2 separate regions of the Macaca mulatta genome follow, and region 1 is linked to region 2. Evidence: chromatin contacts called from public Hi-C data. All regions are on one chromosome and are shown on one strand. Each heading gives the region's core, a stretch centred on a gene start, on an enhancer-like site or on the middle of the called end of the contact. The rest is flanking DNA. Distances are from core to core; before and after follow the strand shown. Region 1 overlaps CTIF (cap binding complex dependent translation initiation factor). Region 2 holds the start of SMAD7 (SMAD family member 7).

Region 1 (4,912 bases), core at 156-2,655, 180 kb before region 2:
ATGGGCAGTCTACTGCAGGCCTTGTCAGAGACTCTAGATGTGCAGAGGCTGAGTGAGCCTTGGACAAAAGTCACTCCTTTCCCATGAAAAGTGGCCATTGCCGTGTTGTTAGGAGTGTGGGTGGCTCAGGAGGGGAGAGCAAGACCAGCCTGCAGCTTCACGAATCAGGTCAGCTGGGCCATCTGGAGCAGACAGGTGCGGGTCGTGCCCCTGAATCTCGTTTCTCTAGACAGGATTTCTTGCCCCGAGGCAGCAACGCTGAGGCCTGAGGAGCAGCAGACCTGCGCAGTAGCATTGACTGCTGTCTCGATGCTGATCTTGAGCATTTAAAACATGTCTCTGCACCCGAGTTTCTGTCCTGGGAGGGATGATTGGGTTGTGGTAGAGCTTAAATGAGGTAATGTGTGCACAGACCCCAGCTCTGAGCCACACCAGTCAGATGGCTCCATCAGTGTGGGTGCCCTGCCCTGATGGGATGAACTGGGAGGCCCTTCTAACTTTATCCCATCCTAAATTCCCAAAGACCACCCCATGCCTCAGTCTTGGGCAGCATTTCCATTTCCCCCTCCTACGCTGATTAAGTGTGGAACAACGAGGTCCGGCAATGAGTGCTTTTAGACTATTGTCTTCATGGGCAGTGGGCCCAGGATTGACAGGTGTATTCTTCCTCCTAGTCAAATCTGCCTCCTCCAGGAAGCCTTCCCTGATCTCCCAGCCCAGGGACCTCACCTTCCTCTGACCCTTGAACATTTACCGTGTGTCCCTTTCATGGAGTCTTCTGGGCTCCCCTGTTTAAGCTTTTCTTTTCTGAGACTTGTGTCCGTGGATGTCTTGGGGCAAAGCTTGTGTCTGGGTCATCTTTGTGTCCCACCACCATATTGGTACACACTAGGTATTCAGCAGGCGTCAGCTGGCTGGCTCCAGGAGCTTCCTTCTGTGGGGAGGAAGGAGCTGGGTAGACAGGCTTGGGAATAGCACAGGCCACAGCCACAAAAGGGAATGGCCTGGGGTTTTCTCCCTCTCGCTTCTGGGCCAGAAGAGCTTTACCCAGGTCAGGAATTATTTCACCATCACCCGTGTCTCTTGCCAGACCGTGTCCTCTTCCCTGCATGCCCTCACCCCCCACCCCGGGTTCATTTTCCCTGCTAAATCCCCTGATAGAACTTGGCCGGGCATTGCCCTGTCTGAGGCTGCCACGCTGAAGCAAGCCCTGCAGATAAGTGGGTTACCGGAGAAGGCCAGCTCGGGTGTCCCAGGCCCCAGAGGGTCACCCCTGGCTGGCTGGCAGTTCACCCCCAGCACCTCCTCCTCCTCCTTCCCCGGAGCCAGGCAGGCAGGAGACAGCAGATCTTCCCCGCAGCTCTGTAAGTGGCCGGCCCCCAGCCGCCGCGGGGAATCTGAGCTATGCTAAGCGGCTCCAGATCGCAGCATCTCTGCCCTGCCCGGGCACGGCCAGCCCAGACAGGGCGCCTCTACCTGCCGTGGTTGCTGCTGGAAAGCTGGCACCGCCTGGGCCGATGGAAAAAATCTCCCTGCGGGTTATGTAACTGCTCACCGCCCTGTCCCTGGCTCCCCAGGGAGGCTCCCAGCCACTACCAAGGGGGAACGGTGGCCCCTGGGCAGGAAGGGGACTGCAGAGGGTCACTCTTTCAAAAGGAAGAAAATTGTGTTGAGTTATCTGAGGTCCTCCTCTGGAACCAGCCTGTGCACGGCCCCAAGGTGTTTCCTGAAAATGCGTAAGGAGCTCAGAGGCCTGCCCCAGCAGTATAGCAAGGAAAGAGCTAGACCTAGCGGGAGGGAGTGGCCACAGAGGAGGAAGAGGGCAGAACAGTTTTGTTACTGTTTTTCTTTTCTTTTCTTTTCTTTTCTTTTCGGCAAATTATTATTGCAGTAAAATATACCATAAAATTCACCATCTTAACTAGTTTTAAGTGCACAGTTCAGCAGTACCCCGCACACCCACAATGTTGGACAATGCCCATGACCATCCCCCACCCCCCCACCAAACCCTCTCATCACCCCAAACAAAAGCCCTGTACCCACCATAACTCCCCTACAGCAATAACTCCCCTGCAGCCTCCCCTCCATCTTCCATCTCCATGAATTCACCCACTCTACAAATAGCACACACAGGATATCATACAGTATTTTTCTTTTTGTGTCTGGCATATTTCACTTCACATCGTGGTTTCAAGATTTATTCATGTGTCAGAATTCCCTTCTTTTTCATGGCTGGCTAATATTCCATTTTGTGTCTATACCACATTTTTTTTATCCATTTATCTGTCAATGCGCACTTGGTTTTCTCCCACTTTTTGGCTATTGTGATTCATGCTGATAGGAGCATGCACGCACAAATATCTGTTTGAGTCCCCGCTTTTGATTCTTTGGGGTATATACCTAGAAGTGGAATTACTGGATCTTATGGAAATTTTATCTTTAACTTTTTGAGTATCTGCCAAACTGTTTCCAGGAAGGATGTTTTTGATGGGGGAAATATCATGAATCAAGAGCCAAAGAAATGACACAAGTGAGGGACAATAAGGACACTGCCTTACTGAAATTCAGCTGAGAGCTGGAGGAAGTCTATAAGGTGGACTGACTAAGAGGCAGAAGGATCTGGACTTTATAAAGTGGGACTCAGGGAGCCATTGTGGGTTCTTGAGATGTAGTTCCAGGATCGATTAAAAATCATAGACCAGTGTAGACTTGCAGGAATGGTCTACAGGTCATCCAATCCAATCCCCTCGTATTAATTATAGATGAGAGATGAGGCCTGGGGAGGTTGAAAGAGGCCATGTTTTAGGAAGACATGTTGATAGGTCATAGGATGATGGACTTAAAGATGTTTTACATTAGAGAGCCAGGGGTTCTAGGTGGCTGTGGTGATCTCTTGTGGAGCTTGAGCCTGCCCCTCAAAGACCTGAGTCGTGATGGCAGGCCTCATTTCCCCGTCCTACTCTCAGGAGCATGCTCTCTGGCCCCTGGCGCATGGAACTGTGGCATTCCCACCACTGCCCCCACCAGGCCAGAGCCAGGAGCTGGGGTTGCCTGCCATGGGGGCAGTGTAGGAACTGTGCTCCCCTAGCTGTGGTCTCCTTCCTTCAGTAAGTGCTCCAAGAGCTTCTTGGTGGGCTCCAAGAGCTTCTGGGACAAGTCAGTGAGCATCTTCGAACCAAAGCCCCTGGGTGAGCAGGCTTCCCCAGCCAGGGGTGCATAGCCTGGGCCCCTAACATTGGCCTGCGGGCCGCTGATGGGAAGAATGGATAGGGAATCTGCACAGCGTGCCCCACCTCTGACCCTGGTGCCCCTCCCCACACTGCTGGGGGCTTATTTCCTTGTCGCCCTTCTCCCATACCGACCTGCGTGGGCTGTGTTTCTGATGCCTAGAATGAACCAGAAGGGAGTTGAGGACAGAGGGGGAGAGGAACAGGAAGACGAGATGACAGGACAACTCTTTCAACAGCCAGCAGCAATGCCACACTTGCCTTGAACCCCCCACTCTAAGAGTATTTATACCCACAGTGTTCAGGGTAGCCAGGTTCCATCTCCTCTAGATGAAGAGCAGGCCGCCTTATGGAGACAGAGGTCTTCCCAGCTCCCCTCCAGACAGCCACCGAGAGGTCAGGAGCACACGGTGCACTGCGCAGTGCACGGAAGGGAGGCACTGTTGCGGGGGCGGCCTTCGGTGCCTGGGTTAGTCTGAGGCCAATTGGCGTCATGTGAGCAATTTAAACCCATGTTGTGCCCAGAGGCCAATTTTCCTACTTCTAGATCTTCCCTGTCTGGGCCCCTCTGTCCAGGAGAGGCAGAAACACTTGACCAGAAGCAGAACCATGAGCACAGGGAGTGTGCATCGTGCTGGCTCGGCATGGCTCTGCCCTTGAAACCCAGAGCCTAGAATAAGGGGTCCCTGCACACCCCCAGAGTGCCCATCCCTCACTGCCTCCCACCTAGAGCTCAGGTTTAAAGGCCTTCACTCGGTATCAGGGCACAGAGCTCTGAGTCTTCAGGGAAAAACAGCGGCCCCTTTGCGGGGAACGGGGAGGAACCTGCAGGGAACGACCCTCCCTTAACCCCTTGCTGGCCCTTCCAGGACAGATCCCAGGTCCCAGAGTAAGAGAAGCTTCAGGTCACTTTGAAGTATGAGGACAGGCATGCTCAAAATCACCCCCCAACCCCCCCTTGACAGTGCCCAGCCTAAGACCAAGTGTATTCCAGAGAGGTCTGTGTGCACCCAGGTCACCCACACCCAGACCCATTAAGTAGAGAGGGCATGGGAGCCAGCACATCACCATGTCATGCCCCTGCCCCCAGTTTTCCACAGAGCAAAGGCCATACCAAAGAAGTGGGTAGCTTCGGAGGTATTTGGGGATAGCCAGACTCCAGCTAAAGCTCGTGAATAGCTATAATCGGAATAAATGCATTCTTGAGCAACTGCGTATTGGAGCACTACATATTGGACCCACACTTAGCATGGACCCCATTAGGCAACCGTCATTGCATTATTCTGAGTATAAAAAAAAATGTGGCAAGAGGACTAATAGCTCTAAAGTGGGGTTAGAAGCACAGTCACCTGGAATCAGCCTCCCCTGCCATAGACATTTCCTTTAATGGCTTACCACCTGTGGCATAAGAAATAACTCAAGTGCCCAAGAGTCAGCCACCTCCCTCTGGCTCTAGTTGTGGCGCCATGCAGCAGGTTGACTCTGGGTGGATCTCATAGCATGGCAGCCCTCCACTTACTCTTCTGTTAAATGGGGTCATGATACCCAACTCCTCCCCCTGCCTACTGCACTGACATTATCATTGCTAAAATCCACTGAAACGCCTGACTTTTTGTCTGTGTTCCCTTAAGACTCCTCCTCCACGAGAAACTTGTGAGTTTCATAGCAGCATGTTTTTCCTTTTC
Region 2 (5,116 bases), core at 640-3,139:
TGAGCGCCTTCAGATCCGCTTCGGCGCCCCCGGCCGCGCCGGCGCCCGCGGCTGGCGGGTGGGGATGGTGGTGACCTTTGGCACCTCGCACCGCCTTGCCCAGGCAGCATCCAGCCCTGCCCGGGCCGCCGCCACCGGCCCCATGCGCTCGGCTGTCCGTCGCCCCTTCTCCCCGCAGCTCGCCGCCTCCTCCACCTCCCCCCGCGCCCTCCTCCTCGTCCTCGCCGCCGGGCGCACGGCTCCTCCAGAGACGCCGGACGAGCGCAGATCGTTTGGTCCTGAACATGCGGGGCGAGGAGGCGAGGAGAAAAGTCGTTTGGCGGCTAAGGAGCGAACATGACCTCCGCACACCATGAAGAAGTCGGGCGCCGAGTTGGGGCAGCAGGCGCAGGCGACAGCAGCAGCAGCAGGGGCCCGGGCAGGAGCGGCGGCGGCCCGAGGGGCGCTCCGTGGCATGCGCCAGTCTCCCGGAGGCCGGGGCGCGCGCGGGGGCCCGGGGGCGCCCGCCGGGGATCGGGGGCCTGCGCTCCGGCTGCCCCACCCCGCGCGGCCCGCGCCCTGCGCGGCTCTCCGGCCCCGGCGCGCCCCGGAGGAACCCGGCCGCCGCTTCCCTGGGGACGGCCGAGCCTGCCCCCGTCGGCGCCTCCCCAAAAAGAGGCCCCCCCGCAGTGGCTCCCGAATGTCGGGCTCGCCAGCCTCGGATTCCTACATGGAAGGTCCGCGGAGGCAAAAAAGCGAAAGGCGTTCGGCTGGGCTGCTGGAAGAAGGAAAAAGCCTCTTTCCCCCTTGCTAAGCAACTTAATTTGGGGGTGGGGAGAAGCAGGCAATTAAAAAAAAAAAAAGCAAGCACGCAATTTATTTTTTTTCTCTATATCCTTAGTAACCGGATCTCCTCGAATTCTGTGCACACGAAGACTCAGGGGAGGGGGCCGAGTGGACTTCACCCCGCATGAGATGTCTGGCGAAATAAGAAGGCTCTCGCAAAACCTAACAACCAAATATGCAAAGCCCCAAATGAAAAACACCACCTCCTCGAACCTCTGAGGTCTGGGGGCGTCCGGCTGGAGCTGGGGTTTAAAAAAAGAAAATGTTTACAAAGTATAACAAGATGTTTGAGGGGTGGAAAAATGTATCCACGAGTTACATCCCCCCCTTTTTTCCTTGCAAAGCCCCGCTGGTCTTCCTCTCCTTCTGCCAAAAAAAAAAAAAATCGTGTATTTTTTTAATCCACAGAAAGCTTTGGCTAGACCGCTTCAATCCTGCGCATCTGGGTGGTTTAGGGGAGTCTCTGGTCTTTCCTCCTGCGCTCCTGGGGGCCCAGGTCCTCGGCGGGGACTTCCTCGAGGCTGGCGGGGGCGCAGGGGCAGAAGATGCTGCGGCGGCGGCTGAGCCCGGCGGGGCTGACAGCGCGGGGGAGGGCGGCGCGGCGGCGGCGGCGGCGGAGGGCCCCAGGCGGGTCGCGCGTTCTCGCCCCCCCTGGGCACAAGCTGCTTGCTAGTGCGGGGGCCGCCGGTGTCCCTTCCCCTGGCCGCGGCTGCCCGCCGAGGGTCCCCGCATGGGCTGCTCGCCTGGCCCCAGCAGCGGCGGCAGGAGGCCCCGGTGTCCTCTCGGCGCCTCCTCCTCCGAGACTCTCCTCGTCGCGCCCGGGAGCCTCCTTGTCCCCGGTCCGCCCTCTCCTGGCGCTCTGGTCCTTCTGCCGCCGCCAGGGGCTCGCCGCGCCGCACTCTGGGGCTCAGGGGCCGGGCGTTCGGCGGCTCGGCGGCGGCGGACTGGCTCTGTCTCGGGCAGCTCTCTCCCGCGCGGCGAGCGGACCGAGCACGGCGCCCGGCTGGCTCGGCTGGCGCGGCTCGGGGACAAGATCTTCAGTGCGCCGAGCAGCAAGCGAGTGTGCCCAGACCTCGCCGCCTCCCGCAAGGCCTCCCGCCCCCGCCCCCGCCCCCTTCCCTCCCCCTTCCTCCCCCTTCCCTCCCCCGCCCCCAGCCGCCGCCGCCGCCGCCTCCTCCCCGCCCCCCCGCACCCCCCCTCCGGCCCTCTGCTCGGCTGGTTCCACTGCGCAGTGGCGCGCCCGGCTCCGGCCTCGTCACGTGGCCGTCTAGACACCCTGTCGCTTTAAAAAAAAAAAAAAAAAGCGATTGTGTTTCGCAAACAACAGATCGGGTTTCTAAAAGCTATTTCTCCCCCCAACCCCCCGCCACCGCCACCCCCTCCCGGGGCTGTAGATGGGGTACCGACGGAGGGGAGAGAGAGGTGGGGGGCAGAGAAGCTCCCAGAATCGATTGAGCCCCGGCGGGAGCCATGGAGAAATTGGAAAAGCAGGGAGCACCGAGCGGGCTTCGCTGCGAGTTTTGGAGCTTAGAGAGCCGGTCGGTGGCCCGATTTCGACCCGGCTGGGCTTCGCGGTGGCCATCTCGCGCGCGCTCGCTCTAGCGCTTCATTCATTGGTTTTGTTTTAAAGGCCCTGGCGGCGGATCCCTTGGCCGCGCCGGAGGGCAAGGGGAGGAGAGCGCTGTCTCGGTTTAAAAGACATTTATACGGGACTGGACCGAGGCCCCGGGAAGTGTGCGCTGAGGGGAACAGCCGCCGAGGGCGGGGAGGCGGCGTGAATATGACCTCAGCGGCGGCCGCGCGCTCCCTCCCGCCCTCTCCGCTCCGGGCTCCGGTTTCTAGGACTGCCTGGAGAAGTGTGTCTTGTGCACAGCTATGGAATGCATTTGGCCGGCTGACGAGCTGCGAGGGGCAGCCTCCTGGCGGGAGAAGGGGAGCGGGAGGCGGGGGCTCGCCTGCGCGCCGCCCGCAGGTTTCCTCCCGGGCCCGGAAGACCTCCGCCACCAGCCACCCTGCCTCCTGGCGCGGGAAGGTTACCCAGCGAGCAGACCTGCCTAGGGCATTTATTTGCATGCAGGGCCTGTTTCTGGGCCTCGTAGCTTTCAAGGTGCTTAGGGTCAGAGAGTTTATACCTTGACCCCAGGTCCCGAAGAAACATATACTCAAGCTGGCGAGTTACTGCATAGAAACGGGCATGGCATTGCTAGGGCATGAACGCATATACAGCGTGAAAGCTGATGGCTCTGAGAAACGTAATTATTTAAATACACACACATCAGTATTGATGAGGCCACTGGTTGGCATGGTGATCTAACCTCACTTCATATTCAGTGAAATACGATTTAAAAAAAAAAAAAAAAAGCCATTGAGAATTATGAGATCAGGCCCGCAGTGAAACTCATTGGGGGCTTTGAAGAATCTTTTTTCTTTTAAGAGTCTCACTCTTGACCCAGGCTAAAGTGCAGTGGCTCGATGTCGGCTTCCTGCAGCCTCTGCCTCCCCGGATCAAATGATTCTCCCACCTCAGCCTCTGGAGTAGCTGGAACTACAGGCGCTTGCCACCACACCTGGCTAATTTTTGTAATTTTTGGTAGTGACGCGGTTTCACCATGTTGGCCAGGCTGATCTGGAACTCCTGACCTCAAGTAATCTACCTGCCTCGACCTCTCAAACTGCTGGAAGTACAGGCGTGAGCCACTGCACCTGGCCTTAAAATAATCTTTAGAAAAGGTGAAATGTGCCGGGGCTTGGTGGCTCACGCTTGTAATCCCAGCATTTTGGGAGGCTGAGGCAGGTGGATCACCTGAGGTCAAGAGTTTGAGACCAGCCTGGCCAATATGGTGAAATCCCGTCTCTACTAAAAATACAAAAATTAAACAGGCAGGTGGCACGTGCCTGTAACCCCAGCTGAGACAGGAGAATTCCTTGAACCCGGGAGACGGAGGTTGCAGTGAGCCGAGATCGCACCACTGCACTCCATCCTGGGCAACAGAGTGAGACTCTGTCTCAAAAAAAAAAAAAAAAGAAAGAAAAGAAAAAAAAGAAAAAGATGAAATGTACATCTCCTCAGCTAAATTATATGTTCTTTTTTTTTTTTTTTTTTTTTTTTTGAGACGGAGTCTCGCTCTGTCACCCAGGCTGGAGTGCAGTGGCCGGATCTCAGCTCACTGCAAGCTCCGCCTCCCGGGTTCATGCCATTCTCCTGCCTCAGCCTCCCGAGTAGCTGGGACTACAGGCGCCTGCCACCTCGCCCGGCTAAGTTTTTGTATTTTTAGTAGAGACGGGGTTTCACTGTGTTAGCCAGGATGGTCTCGATCTCCTGACCTCGTGATCCGCCCGTCTCGGCCTCCCAAAGTGCTGGGATTACAGGCTTGAGCCACCGCGCCCGGCCAATTATATGTTCTTAAAAGGAAAAGGCAGGAATGAATCTTAGCCACCTTTAGAGCTCAAGCCCTCTCCCCCTCCAGCAATTAAAAAGACTTATAACATATTAATACAATAGTAGATGCTTAATAAATAATTAGAAATCAACACTTAGGGCTTAAGGGGCATTTGGACCCTTCCTCCACCCCACCAAAAGTACCTTTGGTAACATACATTCCAGAAGAAATCAGCAACATTGCTTACATGATCATCTCCAGGCAAGGAGATCCTAACACTTATTGACTTGGAAGACAGTAGGATGCCCCAAGCAGTACAGAACCCTATTGGACAGGACAGAAGCTGCCATTCTGAACATTTACTGTGTAAGGCCACATAAGCTGCAGTTGTATAACATCATAATTTTATTGTAAATTAAAATATGGCTTGTTGAAAAGGGCATGGAAACCTTGTGTGTGTGTATAAAACATTCTAAGAAGCAACCTGTGAAGACAGCAGCCGAGAAAGCACAGAAGAGAATGGAGAAAGGGTGTAATCCCAGCACTTTGGGAGGCCTATCACAATAGGCAACGGAAGACGAAAGAGACAGAAATGGGATTTTTAAGGTGTCTGGGAAATGTATCATATTTTCCCCTTAGAAAGGCTTAGAAAGAGTACCAGACTAGAGGTCAGAAAATCTGATTCCAGGCTGGGGCGTTGTCACTCACTGGTTAAGCAACTTGGGCCAACAGCAATCCCCACATTAGGCGAGCACTTGGCAGCGTTTATAAGGTTTTCTGGGCAAGTTTCTGCCCTCGAGGGTCCCATCCCCTCTCTGTTCTGGGTCTCCCTAAAAGATCTTCACTTTTTTAGAGTGGTTAGACCAGGCTTCATAGCAACAGAAAGGACTTCAATAAGCAGAGAAAGCAGA

What was found. A called contact is a pair of places that touch in the nucleus more often than the background predicts.
Region 1: a Hi-C map of liver shows a contact between it and region 2, with 2.9 times the contacts expected there. The contact joins the enhancer-like site here to the promoter of SMAD7 in region 2. A contact is called at or near these places in 4 of 14 Hi-C or Micro-C datasets (cortical neurons, fetal cortex germinal zone, fetal cortical plate and 1 more).

The regions. Positions count from the first base shown.
Region 1 is chr18:43,555,879-43,560,790 of T2T-MMU8v2.0, reverse strand. The region is part of intron 9 of CTIF (cap binding complex dependent translation initiation factor); the gene reads left to right. Among named protein-coding and RNA genes, the nearest start is that of MIR4743, 110 kb to the left of the region's middle. Within about 2 kb of position 1,405, at least 3 of the 40 cell types and tissues checked have an H3K27ac peak or open chromatin away from gene starts, as enhancers often do. A contact at or near this core is called in liver, where this site is marked.
Region 2 is chr18:43,375,198-43,380,313 of T2T-MMU8v2.0, reverse strand. It overlaps SMAD7 (SMAD family member 7), which reads right to left and starts at 1,889. Exons shown (of 4, transcript XM_015121923.3): 1 at 1-1,889. The coding sequence starts at 286.